Regions from separate parts of the Mus musculus genome. Here all the other regions are linked to region 2. The links are chromatin contacts, called in public promoter capture Hi-C maps. All regions are on one chromosome and are shown on one strand. Each heading gives the region's core, a stretch centred on a gene start, on an enhancer-like site or on the middle of the called end of the contact. The rest is flanking DNA. Distances are from core to core; before and after follow the strand shown. Region 1 holds the start of Tbccd1 (TBCC domain containing 1). Region 2 holds the start of Trmt2a (TRM2 tRNA methyltransferase 2A). Region 3 holds the start of Senp2 (SUMO/sentrin specific peptidase 2).

The links. Promoter capture Hi-C pulls out the DNA fragments that hold promoters and counts their contacts. Capture Hi-C pulls out chosen DNA fragments and counts their contacts.
Region 1: a promoter capture Hi-C map of liver shows a contact between it and region 2, with 4 times the contacts expected there. The contact joins the promoter of Tbccd1 here to the promoter of Trmt2a in region 2. A contact is called at or near these places in 2 of 39 promoter capture datasets (liver and pre-B cells) and 1 of 484 Hi-C or Micro-C datasets (CD4 T cells).
Region 3: a promoter capture Hi-C map of liver shows a contact between it and region 2, with 2.5 times the contacts expected there. The contact joins the promoter of Senp2 here to the promoter of Trmt2a in region 2. A contact is called at or near these places in 2 of 39 promoter capture datasets (cranial neural crest and liver) and 1 of 9 other capture datasets (liver).

What each region holds. Positions count from the first base shown.
Region 1 is chr16:22,855,830-22,859,904 of GRCm38.p6, reverse strand. Tbccd1 (TBCC domain containing 1) reads left to right here and starts at 2,236. Exons shown (of 8, transcript NM_001081368.2): 1 at 2,236-2,560. It overlaps Dnajb11 (DnaJ heat shock protein family (Hsp40) member B11), which reads right to left and starts at 2,060. Exons shown (of 10, transcript NM_001190804.1): 1 at 1,796-2,060. The coding sequence starts at 1,863.
Region 2 is chr16:18,246,126-18,250,321 of GRCm38.p6, reverse strand. Trmt2a (TRM2 tRNA methyltransferase 2A) reads right to left here and starts at 1,439. Exons shown (of 12, transcript NM_001080999.2): 1 at 1,071-1,439; 2 at 289-836. The coding sequence starts at 1,091. It overlaps Ranbp1 (RAN binding protein 1), which reads left to right and starts at 1,628. Exons shown (of 6, transcript NM_011239.2): 1 at 1,628-1,774; 2 at 2,897-3,033. The coding sequence starts at 1,760.
Region 3 is chr16:22,007,634-22,011,867 of GRCm38.p6, reverse strand. It overlaps Senp2 (SUMO/sentrin specific peptidase 2), which reads right to left and starts at 2,384. Exons shown (of 17, transcript NM_029457.3): 1 at 2,126-2,384; 2 at 316-374. The coding sequence starts at 2,226.

The DNA of each region.
Region 1 (4,075 bases), core at 987-3,486, 4.6 Mb before region 2:
TAGAGGGTACAGAAAGAATGTAAACACAGAGGGTGGGAAGGAGTGTTGTCAAATTTTGTCTTCTGCAAATGGTATTCATGAATTCACTCAAGATATGGTTACCTGAACAAGACCTACCTGAGCAAGCCAATACAAATAGTCACCATGTGAGAAGGCAGCACTAACTAACCGGACTCAGAGAGGTACATGAAGTTAGGACGGGAACATATTGGGGTGTGCCCAGGGCAAGTATATGTGTGGGGGGAGCAAGGAGTTGTGGGTAGGTATATGTGTGTATATGAAACTGTCAGAGAATAATGAAAGATTTAAGAGTGAAAAGGTTAAATGATAGCTCAGAAAAATACAAGAAAGAAAAAGGGGGGGGGGGCTGATATAGTTGAGTGTCAGCATTATTTCCCCAGAGGCTGCTTTATGAGTGACTATAGTATTAACAATATTAGTATTTTCCAGGAATGGTCGTTCATGCCTGCAAGTCTAACACTTGGGAAGTGACGACTGAAGGATCAGGAGGGAGTTCAACGCTGCCTTCAGCTACATATTGAGTTGGAGACCAGCATACCTCAACTCCTACATGCAAAATCGTATGTTGATGTACCTTGGGTACTCCGTGGCTTAATCAAACAAGAACAAAACAATAAAGTGTATGTAAGAAATGTCAACTTTGAGAAATTTAAAGTATGTCACAAAGAAGAAATGATAAGATTAAAGCAAACAAAACAAAACAAAATAAAGAAAATAACTTTAAAAGCTATGCTAAGCAGTGAGTTTCCCATTATGAACAACCTATAAATTGTCAAAATCTGACATCTATGAGCTTTTGGTGTGTTTTTATTTTTGCAGTTATGTATATATTTGAAATAGCATGTGATATAGGCCAGGCAAATCTGGAACTCAGTCGATAGCTGAAAATGACCTTGAGTTCTGACCCACCTATTTTCATCAGCCCAAAGAAGGGATTGAGGGTGAAGGCATTCTAGAACACAAGTCCAACATACCATATCCTAAGTCACCACATCTATAGGGTCGTGCATGCATTTAAATGCTGGGAGAAACTTTAAGCCTGCTCTTTCTCCCTGAAAGTTGGCACAGTTATCCCTGATTTCAGGAACTTGACACAGTTCCTTCAAGCTTGTAGGATTCCTAAGAGTGGCATGAGACTAGAATCCCAGTTTTTATCGCCTGTTAGAGAACTGTTGTCACTCAGACCATCCAGCTCAGGAAGGAACCATGGTGAGAGGCAGCGAGGCAAGAAGACAGTTCAGGTTCGTTAGCCCAAGAAGGTGGGAAGTACAAGGTCTCTCTAAAGTGTCTTGCTGCTCTCTCAAGCCAACTTTCTTCAGTCTGAGCTTGGCTTCCTTTCTTGCTCTCCTCATTTGACATGGCATCATGGCCCACCCACTTTAGTGTCAGCCTTTTGGAGGCTTGTTGCAAACTGGGTAACCCACAGTCCCACTCTGGAACTCAGACGTCAAGGACGTATCTATAATCTCAACCCCAGCTTGACACTCGCTTCCTTCATTTCCATCAAGAGCCTCATCCCTCAGACGTCCGCCTCCCTTCTTCTGCTCACAGCCACTTAACTCCCTCCAATCCCCAAACGTGGTATTTGGCTCTGCAACCAACCCCCGCTCTTCCTGGGGGAAACCTGGCCCTGCACCGCCAGCCTGGCCCACACTACCCCCTTGTCCCTCGACCCGGCAGTGCCCCTCCCTCACTCCTCGATGTCACCCGCGTCCTTCTCAGCAAGGGCCGCCCCTCGGCCTCTTGCTGCACGCGCGGGAGCCCCCTTCCTCACCCGGCGATCACAGTCCCGATGAGGTACAGCAGCAACAGGCAGAAGGTGCTCAGGTTCTGCGGGGCCATGGCGTCCCCTGGTCCTACCCTCTCAGCCTCCGGTGCCGCTGCGTCGGCTGACCAGCCCTTCCGGCCCAGGGAGGCCGCCTCACGCCGGGGTCTCTCTCTTGCCCGGCCGCGGAGACAGGTAGCGCGCCCCTTCCTCAGCTGCCACCTTCCGGGAGCCCCAGAGCCGGCGAGCAGCCAGGCGTGGGCCAATCGCCGCCGGGGACATCACACGCGGCCGCCACTCCGCAGCCAATCAGCGCGGTACACTTCACCTCCGAGGCGGCGCGGGAAGCCAATCAGACAGCAGAACAGCCGTCGTGTCCGCCGGCCAATGGGAAGAGAAAACGTCAGAGGTTCGCGCCGCCCGGAAGCGGCTGAGAACCGGAGAGAGTTAGGAGCCGAGAAAGAGCGCGCTGCTGTAGGAAACCCGAATGTCCACCAATCGCGAGGCTCCTTCCCGATTCCGACCAATTGCTTGAGAGAGGTCTTACTACCAGTCTGGAAGCTACGCCATGTGCACACGTGACTTGCGAGCGCTCACCGAAGTGCAACCCCAGGAGGTGTCAAAGTACGTGGGGCGTCTTGCCTGGGGATAGGCTCTCCCAGTACTAACTTATTACAGTCTCGCTACCGTGGAAAAGAGGGACCTGGTACCTTGTAGAGACGCCGCCATAGAGACCGACTTAAGTTAAGATTCGGCTTCCAGCACTCCGTAGCGGTGAGGCAGCCCCATCTCCACCCCACTTTCGAACCTGTTTTCTACAGAACTAAGGCAAAGCGTTCTCTGGCAGTGTTGGGAATTAATTAAACTTTTTTTTTTCCTGCAAGTTTCCTAGCAGAATTGCACACAGCAAGCATGCAATCAATAAAAGGCACTAGAGCTTGTTCATCGGTTGCTCTTTTCTCCAGTTTTGTTTACCTCAGACAACTAGTTGTTTAGGACAGCTTCTCAGCTTAGCTTCCTGCATAACCTATTCAGATTTTTATCAGTGAACCGTAATGTGTGCTTGTCCACTATAGCTCCACCTCTGAGTCATAATTATCTCCTGCTTGCAAAGGTCTCATAACCGATCTCCCTGCCTCCAAACTTCATATCTTGATACACTATTTTAAAGTTCCTCTGCTCTCCACCCTATGATTGTGTGCACTCGGGAGCGCACTAGGGAACCTGGAGATCACAGATTAGACTAGGCTGGTGGACCCAGGAGCTCGAGAACCGTCTCTGTCTCTTGAGTGCTGGGAATCCAGGACGTTGTTGTTGCAGTTGCTACAATGGGCGGAATTCAAGACCCCCTGTTTGTATGGCAAGTAAGTGGCAAGCTTTATGGACTGAACTATCCCCAGCGCACTCCCGCTTTTTAAAAACTATGTCAAATCATCCTCTCCTGCTTAAAACCTTTAGTGGCTTTTCATTGCACTCAAAGTAAAAGGCCAAGTCTATGGTAACTTACAAAGCTGTCTAATTTAATGATATATATCCTCACCTATTAAATATCGTAGCATGTTCCAGAATAATCAACTCCCTTCCTTTTAAAAATGTTTCATTGTGTATAGTCATTGTATATGGTACTTTCTTGTATAGTCAAACTGTATAATGTATATATTTTTACCTTTTTCTCTCTGTGCTGTTATTCCTTTTGTTTCTCTAGGTGATTTGGCATTGCCATATACACATATGTGATTTTAAGTACCTATATAAAATCTAGGAGCCACACATTGAGATAAAACATGTATTTGTTTCTCTGAGACAAGATAGTCATCTAGACAAGATAGTTATCTCCAGTTATATCCATTTTCCTGTATACAACAAAATTGCATTCCTAAATTTTTGCTTGTGAGCCTAACCTTTAATGGTTAAGCCATCTTTTGTATCCTATAGCTGCATTTTCTATGGTTTGGAAGAAAACATTGTACATAAGCCACATTTTCTTTATTCTCTTGTTGAACTCCTAAGTCCATCCTGTAAGTTAGCTATTGTGAATAGTGCTGGAACAAACATTGATGTTTTGCCAAAACCTCAATGAGAAAGAAAAAGGTTTATTTTGATGTTCATGGGTGCTGTGATGGTTTGTATAGCCTTGGACCAGGGAGTGGCACCATCTGAAGGTGTGGCCTTGTTGGAATAGGTGTGACTTGGTTGGAATGGGTGTGTCATTGTGGGTGTGGGTATAAGATCCTCACTCTAGTTGCCTGGAAGTCAGTCTTCCACTAGCAGCCTTTGGATGAAGACGTA
Region 2 (4,196 bases), core at 190-2,689:
TCTCAACCTTCCTAATGGTGCCTGTGATCCTGTAATCATGTTGTGATCCCCGACCATAACATTTTTTAATTTTGTAGTTGTAATCTGCTAATGTTGTGAATCATGATGTAAATGTGTTTTCTGATGGTCTTAGGCAACCCCTCTGAAAGTCTGGTGACCCACTGGTTCCCACCAATGGTACAGAACCATTGACATAAACTCTGTGTGTATCTTGAATTGCTTACATGGCTAATGGACCAGGCCAAGAGCAAAACCCAGCTCTGCTTGGGATGTCAGCACCACACTCACTTGGCCAGTTTCTGTAGCACCCGCTCACATTCCAGTCGCTTCTGCTCCAGCTGCTCAGTGTAGGGCACTGTCCACAGAGGGGTCACCACATCGGCAATTTGTGTTACTGATGGCTCACTATCACCTTCTTGCCGCCTCTTCCTAGCCATGGGGTCAGCCTTGGGTCGGGCCAGGCGTACGCTGAGCGGACAGCCTTTCCAGAGAGCACCGTGCAGCACTCGCAAGGCCTTGTCTCGTTCAGCAGCGCTTCGGAATGTTACAAAGGCACATGGTGGCTGTCCAAAGAGTTTGATTTTGTGGGACTGTAGACCAAAACGGCCTAGAAAACGCCGGACGTCACTGAAGCTGGCGTGGCGAGGTACATTTTGGAGCTCCAGTTTAAAGATTTCTGATGTGAACAAGTCATCCCTTATGTAGCTGTAGAGCCCAGGCTGCGTTCCAGGCCCTGCAGCTGGCCCAGGCCCTGCTTCCTCTTTTTGACATAGTGGGGCCGCAGAGCTGGGTACAGCACTGGCATCCTGGCCGCAGTCCTCCATGGGCTCCGGAACCTACGTGGGAACAGACGGGCCTGGCTGAAGGCTCTAATTGGTATGACTCGCTCCCCCAAACCGCTGACAGATCTCCATTAGTGCACACTCCACGAAGCCCTGGAGAAACCCGTTCTTTTACTCTCGAGACCCAATTCTCCCCCATCCTATCTTTGATCCGACAGTAATGACTGCTGCCCCAACCCACCTCCGCCCACCCCGTCCACATCTCCTGCACGTCTCCCTTTGCTTTACTTCCGCGGCCGGCTCACTCATCTCCTGGCTCGTCTGTTGCCCGGACCAGGGTGCTCACGAGGACCACCGGCTCGGCCTCCCACCCAACAAGGGCGCAGATACGAGGTACGCCGCCGTGAAGGTAGACCGCAGCTCCACACAGGGACTCAAAACTCGGGTGCTCAGAGCTGGGACTGAGGTTTGCGGATGCACTGTCCCCAAGGGCCACACGCTGCGCCTGCCTTCGGCTGGCCAGCGCACACTAGCTGCGTCTCCTCTCTCTAAGGGCTTGGTTCCGATGACGTCACCGCCGCGCGCCGAGTCCCGACTGATCCTTCCAGCAGCCGCTCACGCCAGCGTCGGAGGCACTCAGCCTGCAGGCGGAAGTGCGCGCGTGGGTCGCCGGGAGAGCGCGCTCCCCGGGCTGAGGCGCGGCCGGGCATGCGCCGCGGGCGTTTTGGCGGGAAGCGCGGGGCGGGCCGGACAATGAATGTCCGCTGTCGGAGCCAATAAAGCTACACTGGTTTTGAATCACTGCGCGTTTCCCGCCGCTGGGGTCAGGGGTCAGGGTTCGGGTCGGGGGGCGGAGGGAAGAGCGGACGGGCGGGAGCGCCGGCGCCAGACGCGGAGGAAAGGAGCTGCGACTAGCCGCCCAGAGGCCGCCGAGCCAGCGACGCCTGAGCTAGTCGAGCCACCGTCGCCGCGCCCCCATGGCGGCCGCCAAGGTACAGCGAGGCCCGGGTGGGGCAGGGCAGCCGGAGAGGCAAGGGCCGCTATGGGCGGCCACGTGGGCGGCCCGCGCCTCGGCCTCCAACCCTCGCTGGCTTGCGGGTTCGGGGCCTGTCGAGGCGCCTGGGCCTGGGGTGCTCGAGGTCTTTGGGGGTCCGCGAGTGGGAGCTGCTGGCCAAGACTCCGATCTCGGGGTCTACAGGGCGGCGCGTGACCTTGTGGTCTGCGGATGAACAGCCATGCCCAAACTGGGCTCCCGGCTTCACCTGGGGACCTGGAGGTGGCCGATCTCCTCCGTCGTGGCCCACTTGTGATCTTCCCATTAGGGGCGGCAATCCTCCTTCCAGTTGCACGCAGACCCCTTCATTCATTAGGACATTGCGCCTTCGGTGGGGAAAGCTCGCGTCCCAGCGCAGGGTACAGATATTAGACGCGCGGACTCTGGGCGGGGGCGGCTTTGTTGGTGGCTCGTGTGTCGGCCGCAGCTTAGCCGCAGTGCTGAGAAACCGAACGAAAGGTTTCTGTTTCTTTATCCTGTTGAGTTAGGTAGTGAGTCTGGGATTTCTCTATATTATCAAAGCACGTGATCTTGTCAGATTTAAACATGCATGTCCTTGTAATTCTCCAAGTTGAGTCAGAATCTTAGAGCTTATTTGTCATACTTTTCCTAGCTTCTTTCGGCTTAAAATTTCAAGCTTGGGTATTATTGCTGGAGGGATTGTAAACTAACAAGTGCTTGGATAACCCTCAGTAAAAACTGTTACGGCTGCTCTTCCTTTTGAGTATATCATGTTCTTTTTCATGGTGGGTATTTTTTTTTTTAACAGAAGAGGAAGTTTCTCCCAAGCTACTTTGCCAAGGACTTGGGTGTGTGTAACCCATTGATGTTTGAGTGTGTAGGAGTGTCAAAATACACAGTCTTGTTTCATGATATCCTGTGATTTTTTTTTTTTTTTTTGTGATGCTGGTTGTAAATACAATCAGATGATGTGAAAGATAAAACCAAAGGCTTAATTTCCAATTTGGGGAGGCATTTTCCAGATGCCATTTGTGATTGATGATGCCCATTGTGGACCGAGTCCACCAGCCAGCAACATCACTCTACCTTCTCTACACAGGACAGTCACGAGGACCATGATACTTCCACAGAGAATGCAGATGAGTCCAACCACGACCCCCAGTTCGAGCCAATAGTTTCTCTTCCCGAGCAAGAAATTAAAACGCTGGAGGAAGATGAAGAGGAACTTTTTAAGATGTAAGTCTGTTAAGGGGTCCTGGAAGTATCTTTAGATAGGCTGACTGAGACAGAGAGAAAAAAGAGTGGACAGGAAGCAGGTCTCTGCAGGCTATTTCTTTCACATTTTGCAGTACCCAGCAACCATAGTTGGACCACTTATGTTTACCTCTTCAATTTCTAGAGGAGCCAGCCAAGCTAGGAATTCTGTCCCTTGTATTGTTTCTCTTTCAGGTATAAGCCTTAGTGATATGTTCTGGCATAGCCTCTTTGTGATTTCTATCTGGAACTGCACAGAAGAATTCTAGGGTGGCTGGGCACACTGATTTCTGTGAATTTCATGGCTTGGACCCAGCTTGATAAAGGCTGTTTTAAGAAAGTGCTTGGAGATGTATGGTGACTAGTCTTACAATGAAAATTCAACCATTTCTCAGCCAAAAATGTTGCCAGGTTATCCTGCTGCCTTGTGGCCAGTCATGTGAAGGTTGTTCCCATCACTGTTCTGTGTCATCTGGGTGTCTCCAGCAGGCTGTGGGGGCTCACACTTTTAGTCTCAGCACTTGGGAGGCAGAAGCAGGTAGATTTCTGTGGATTGTAGATCAATCTGGTCTATATAACCAAGTTCCAGGACTACATGGTGAGACTTTTTTTGCTGGGTGGGGGCTCCCTTTCTTTGTTGAGCAGAGTCTTTGCTTTTCTTTGTTTTTGCTTTGCTGTCTGTTGCCTTAACTGTATCCTCAAAGATTGAGGTTTGTTTAGCCCTTGTTAATTGTTATGTGTGTATGGGCATTTTACCTACATTGATGTCTATCTACACAATGTACTAAAGGAAGCCAGAAGAAGGTAGTGAATCCCTTGGGACTAAAGTAACAAGTTGTGAGTATCCATTTGGACCTCTGGAAGAACAGCCAGTGCTCTTAACTGCAGAGCCAATTCTTCAGCTTCCAGCTCATGGTTTTTCAGGTTAGAAAGTATGAGATCTGAGAGTGTAGTGCTAGCAGTGGTATGGACCTCATTCTCATGTAAAATCAAGAGAATTTGCTAATGTCAAATTTTCAGTTATGCCTAAGATGTTTGTTAGAGGTTCTCTGCTCTGAAGGGAGGGAGGGAAGGAGGCTGCCCATGGAGAGCCATAAGTACACCCTTGTACTACCTAGAAGATGGTGGTCCAGAGCTCTGATCCA
Region 3 (4,234 bases), core at 1,135-3,634, 3.8 Mb before region 2:
CAGTCACATACAAGAAAGTAGATTTGTGATGACAAAGCATATGGGTTCACTCAGCCAGATGAATCAGATCAATCAGTTTGAACTGGCTTCCTCCTCAGGGGAAAAAAAAAATTACCTTTACTACAGAAGACCTTAGAACTATAAACACACATTCAACACACATATCTGAAAATAGTCACCTCTAGGAAAGACAATGGCATAGAGAAAGGGCAGGAAAGAGGAAACTTCTCATTGTCTGGACTTTTTACCTTTTGAGTTTTGTTCCATGCATGTATTTTTCCTACTAAAACAAATTAATTTTCAAAGATGTAGTACCTAATCTTGGCCTTTTGGCTGGGATCTCATCAGTGTCCACTGCAGTAGAAAACAGAGTGCTGCAAAGAAAGGAGAAGATGGATGTATATAGGCCATACGTGCATTTCTATAAATAAACTTACTCAGCTCTGGAGGTGTGACTCAGTTGTAGGGCATGTGTTTAGCATATAAAAGACCGTGGTCTCTTTACCTAACACCAAAACAAAAGCTCCGTACCACACAACCTTCCTTCTCTTGTGCCCCATGTAGTCGTAAAATGAGATGCAAGGTGCAAAGCAGAGTCCTATTTCTAGACCGTAGGAAAGACTCAACACTCCCTACTACATTATGATGTATAATCTGGCCAAATTAAACCAACACATCATTTGGTTTTGGGACACTGGCCCTAAAGACAGACTTTTTTTTTTTTTTTAATTTCAAGCAACAATATAAGCAGCCTTAAGAGATAAGGTAGTAGTTGGGAGTTGGCAATGGTGTTGCTTAAATGTCTCCCGACCCCTATACCCTGGGCTGGGGATTGAAGACAGGACAGGCACGACAGACAAGCACACCGCCCCTAAGGCACAGCTCTAGTTCCTAGAAAAAAGTATCTTTTAAGACACCAGCCCCCGAGCCGGGCATGGTGGCACACACCTTTAATCCCAGCACTCGGGAGGCAGAGGCAGGCCGATTTCTGAGTTCGAGGCCAGCCTGGTCTACAGAGTGAGTTCCAGGACAGCCAGGGCTGCACAGAGAAACCCTGTCTCAAAAAACAAAAGAACAAAACAAAACAAAATAACCCACGAGCCCCCGAATGTAGTAAAGAACAGAAAGCAGCTAGAAGTCAAGGCTGGCCAGGACACATCCACACTCAGGTTTGGGTCGGCATACTGCTGACTCCGAGGGACTATGAATGAAAATGTGAGGCGATCACCAGTCCCTGTTCGATAAATATGCAGTTTCATTGTGCACCAGATCCAGTTGGGGGAGAATAAACTATTCTTACATAAGCATCAGTTTGAGAACTTTATAACATCTTAACCGATTCTTATCTGAACCCCATGGAACTGTAGAAGCCATGGGACTACATGCTACAGTTTAGCGAACAACCAGTTTCACCAATGACCTACATTCCTGGAGTCATCTATGAATCATTTTGATCTACTTCCCCTAATCCAATCTTTTGTCCACTTCTCTTGACCTGGAAACAAAAATAATCACCATCATCATAATAATAAGTGAAGTAGACATAGCAGAGGAAGGAAAGGGAGGGAGAATGTAAGAGTGGGAGACAGGGGGGAGTATAGAAGTTGTAGAATATTTTGTTTTCTAGATAAACCCTTAAAAGGGAAGACACTGTAAAGTAAATAAAGGAGTAGATGCTAAGTACTAATATTTGTCATTTCCTTCTAATTTTAACCGAATCTTACAAGAGTGCGGTACGTAAATACTTTCTGCCTCTTACAAGGATGTTAAAGAACAGGACCATTCCCTTCCCCTGCAGCCCAACACACACACCCCGACAGTTGCTGTCGAACAAGACAACTGCTGTTCCTCGGTGCGAAGACAACAGCACTCGCAGTCAAACGACTACGGGCAAACTCCTAACCTAGTGACTCGCTCCTGCGCTGTCCGCCCGCGACGACACCGGGCGACAGGAGCCGTATCCGGCGAGCAGCACATCGCCGGCCTCCCGTTCCCCTTCCGCTCGCAGCTAGAGGGACGGACTCTCCCCAGGCCTCCGCGGTCCCGTAGTCGCCGGTTCCCACAGGCCCGCGGCGCCCAACGCCAGCGCGGGGGAGGGGACCCGACCGGCGCGCGGCCACCTTACCTGCTGGAGCGCCGCCTCTTGAGTAGGGCGCGGGCCCCGGGCGCGGGCCGCTCACACAAGCGAAGAATGGTGCCGAGAACCTTAGCCAGCCATCTGTACATTCCAGGCCTGAGCAGCAGCGGCGGCCGACACACCCCGAGACGCGAACCCCAGAGCTGTCGCCGCCGCCGCCGCCGCCGCCGCCGCCGTCGCCGCTGCCGCTGCCGCTGCCGCTGCCGCCTTCGCCGCTTCAGCCGTAGCCAGGATCAGGCGCGGACTTGTGACGCCATCAGAGGGCCCACAGATTTAACGTTCCCCGGGCTAGGGGAGGACTCTCTAGAAGCCGTTGACGTCACCTTCTTCCGCCCAACGGGAAAGCGGCCTCCGGAGTCTGAGCATGCGCAGTCTGGGCCTGCTCCTTGTAAGCCTAGCAACAGGAAGCGGGACGGGGAGAGCGGGCTCTTGCGCGGGTCTGACTGGCAGACCGAAGGGCGGGGCTTTCTCTTTGGCAGAGCCAGTCAGGAGTCGATCTCGGGACAAGGCCCACAGACCCAAACCACGTGTATCGATGCTGGGCCGGGAGAGCTACCCAAGCAACCCGACAGTGGAGGGTTCTGTAAAAGAATGCGCAGGGTGGAAAATAGGTCAGGTTAGTTAATGAGTATGTAAGGGTTTGCGCTTTATTTTGTATATACATTGGTCTAATACTTTACCCGGATTGCCGTCATGTTTACAGCAACCGGACACAGTGGGGAATTTTAGGAATGTCATAAAAACCAAAGGTATATAGCAATTAAACCATGTGCCTAAGAAAATGGAGCTAACCACTAGCATTTGAGCCAGTCTAACTATTAGGGCTCATTCCGCACGCATACGTGCAAGTTTACTGGGAGAGACATTTTCATAGATACTTATAAATTAGAATACAAGGTCACCTGCTTATGTGATAAATGATTGTAATGCGCAATGGAACTAGAGAAAGTTAAACCAGATGCTGGGGAGTGAGTAGGGCAGACGGACACGACTTCTTAGGAAAAGCTTCCGAGAAACAGGGACTGAATGATTCCTGTGGCCTTTTCTAATCAGCTTGTCTCTTCCCCTCAGCTGTCAGGTAGCAATCAATTCTCATTATCCTCTCTGGGAATGTATACACTTTTCTTTTCTTCTCTTCTCTTCTCTTCTCTTCTCTTCTCTTCTCTTCTCTTCTCTTCTTTCTTTCTTCCTTTTTGTTGTTTTGTTGTTGTTGTTGTTGTTGTTTTTTGAGACAGAGTTTCTCTGTATAGCCCTGACTGTCCTGGAACTCACTTTGTAGACCAGGCTGGCCTCGAACTCAGAAATCTGCCTGCCTCTGCCTCCCGAGTGCTGGGATTAAAGGAAAACCATTAGAAATAAATGTCTAAATAATATCTCCTATGGACTTAAGCATAATGTCTGGGAGTGCAGTCCCTTGAAGTATTAAAAACAGTCTCAAAGCCGGGCGGTGGTGGCACATGACTTTAATCCCAGCACTTGGGAGGCAGAGGCAGGCAGATTTCTGAGTTCAAGGGCCAGCCTGGTCTACAGACTGAGTTCCAGGACAGTCAGGGCTACACAGAGAAACCCTGTCTCAAAAAACAAAAACCCAAAAAACAAAAACAAAAACAGTCACTGCTGGGCATAGTGGCACATGCCTTTAATGCCGGCACTTGGGAGGTAGAGATAGGTGGATCTCTGTGAATTAGAGGCCAGCCTGGTCTACGCAATTAGTTCCAGAATAACCAGAACTAAGTAGAAAGACCTTCTCATAAACAAACAAAACAACAACAACAAAAACCAGGCTCTATCTTTCCTATTGGGTGTATAAGGCCATATGCTAATGAAAATTACCTGCCTAATGCACACACCGGGGCATTGAGGATCTACCTGGTCCTCAGATGTGAGCTCTCAACTACTGGTCCAGCACTATGCCTTCCTGCTGACATGCTCCCTGCTATGATGGTCATGAGAATTAGACAAGGAGAGGCAAGTGGTTAGAGCAGGTGAAGCAGAGGCAGCTGAATGGGTGGTAGTTGAACTGGTCAGCGCGCTGGCTCTCCCTTTTCACACCACAGGGTGAGGTCCCTCTCTAGCATTGCTCCAGCTAGCCCACCC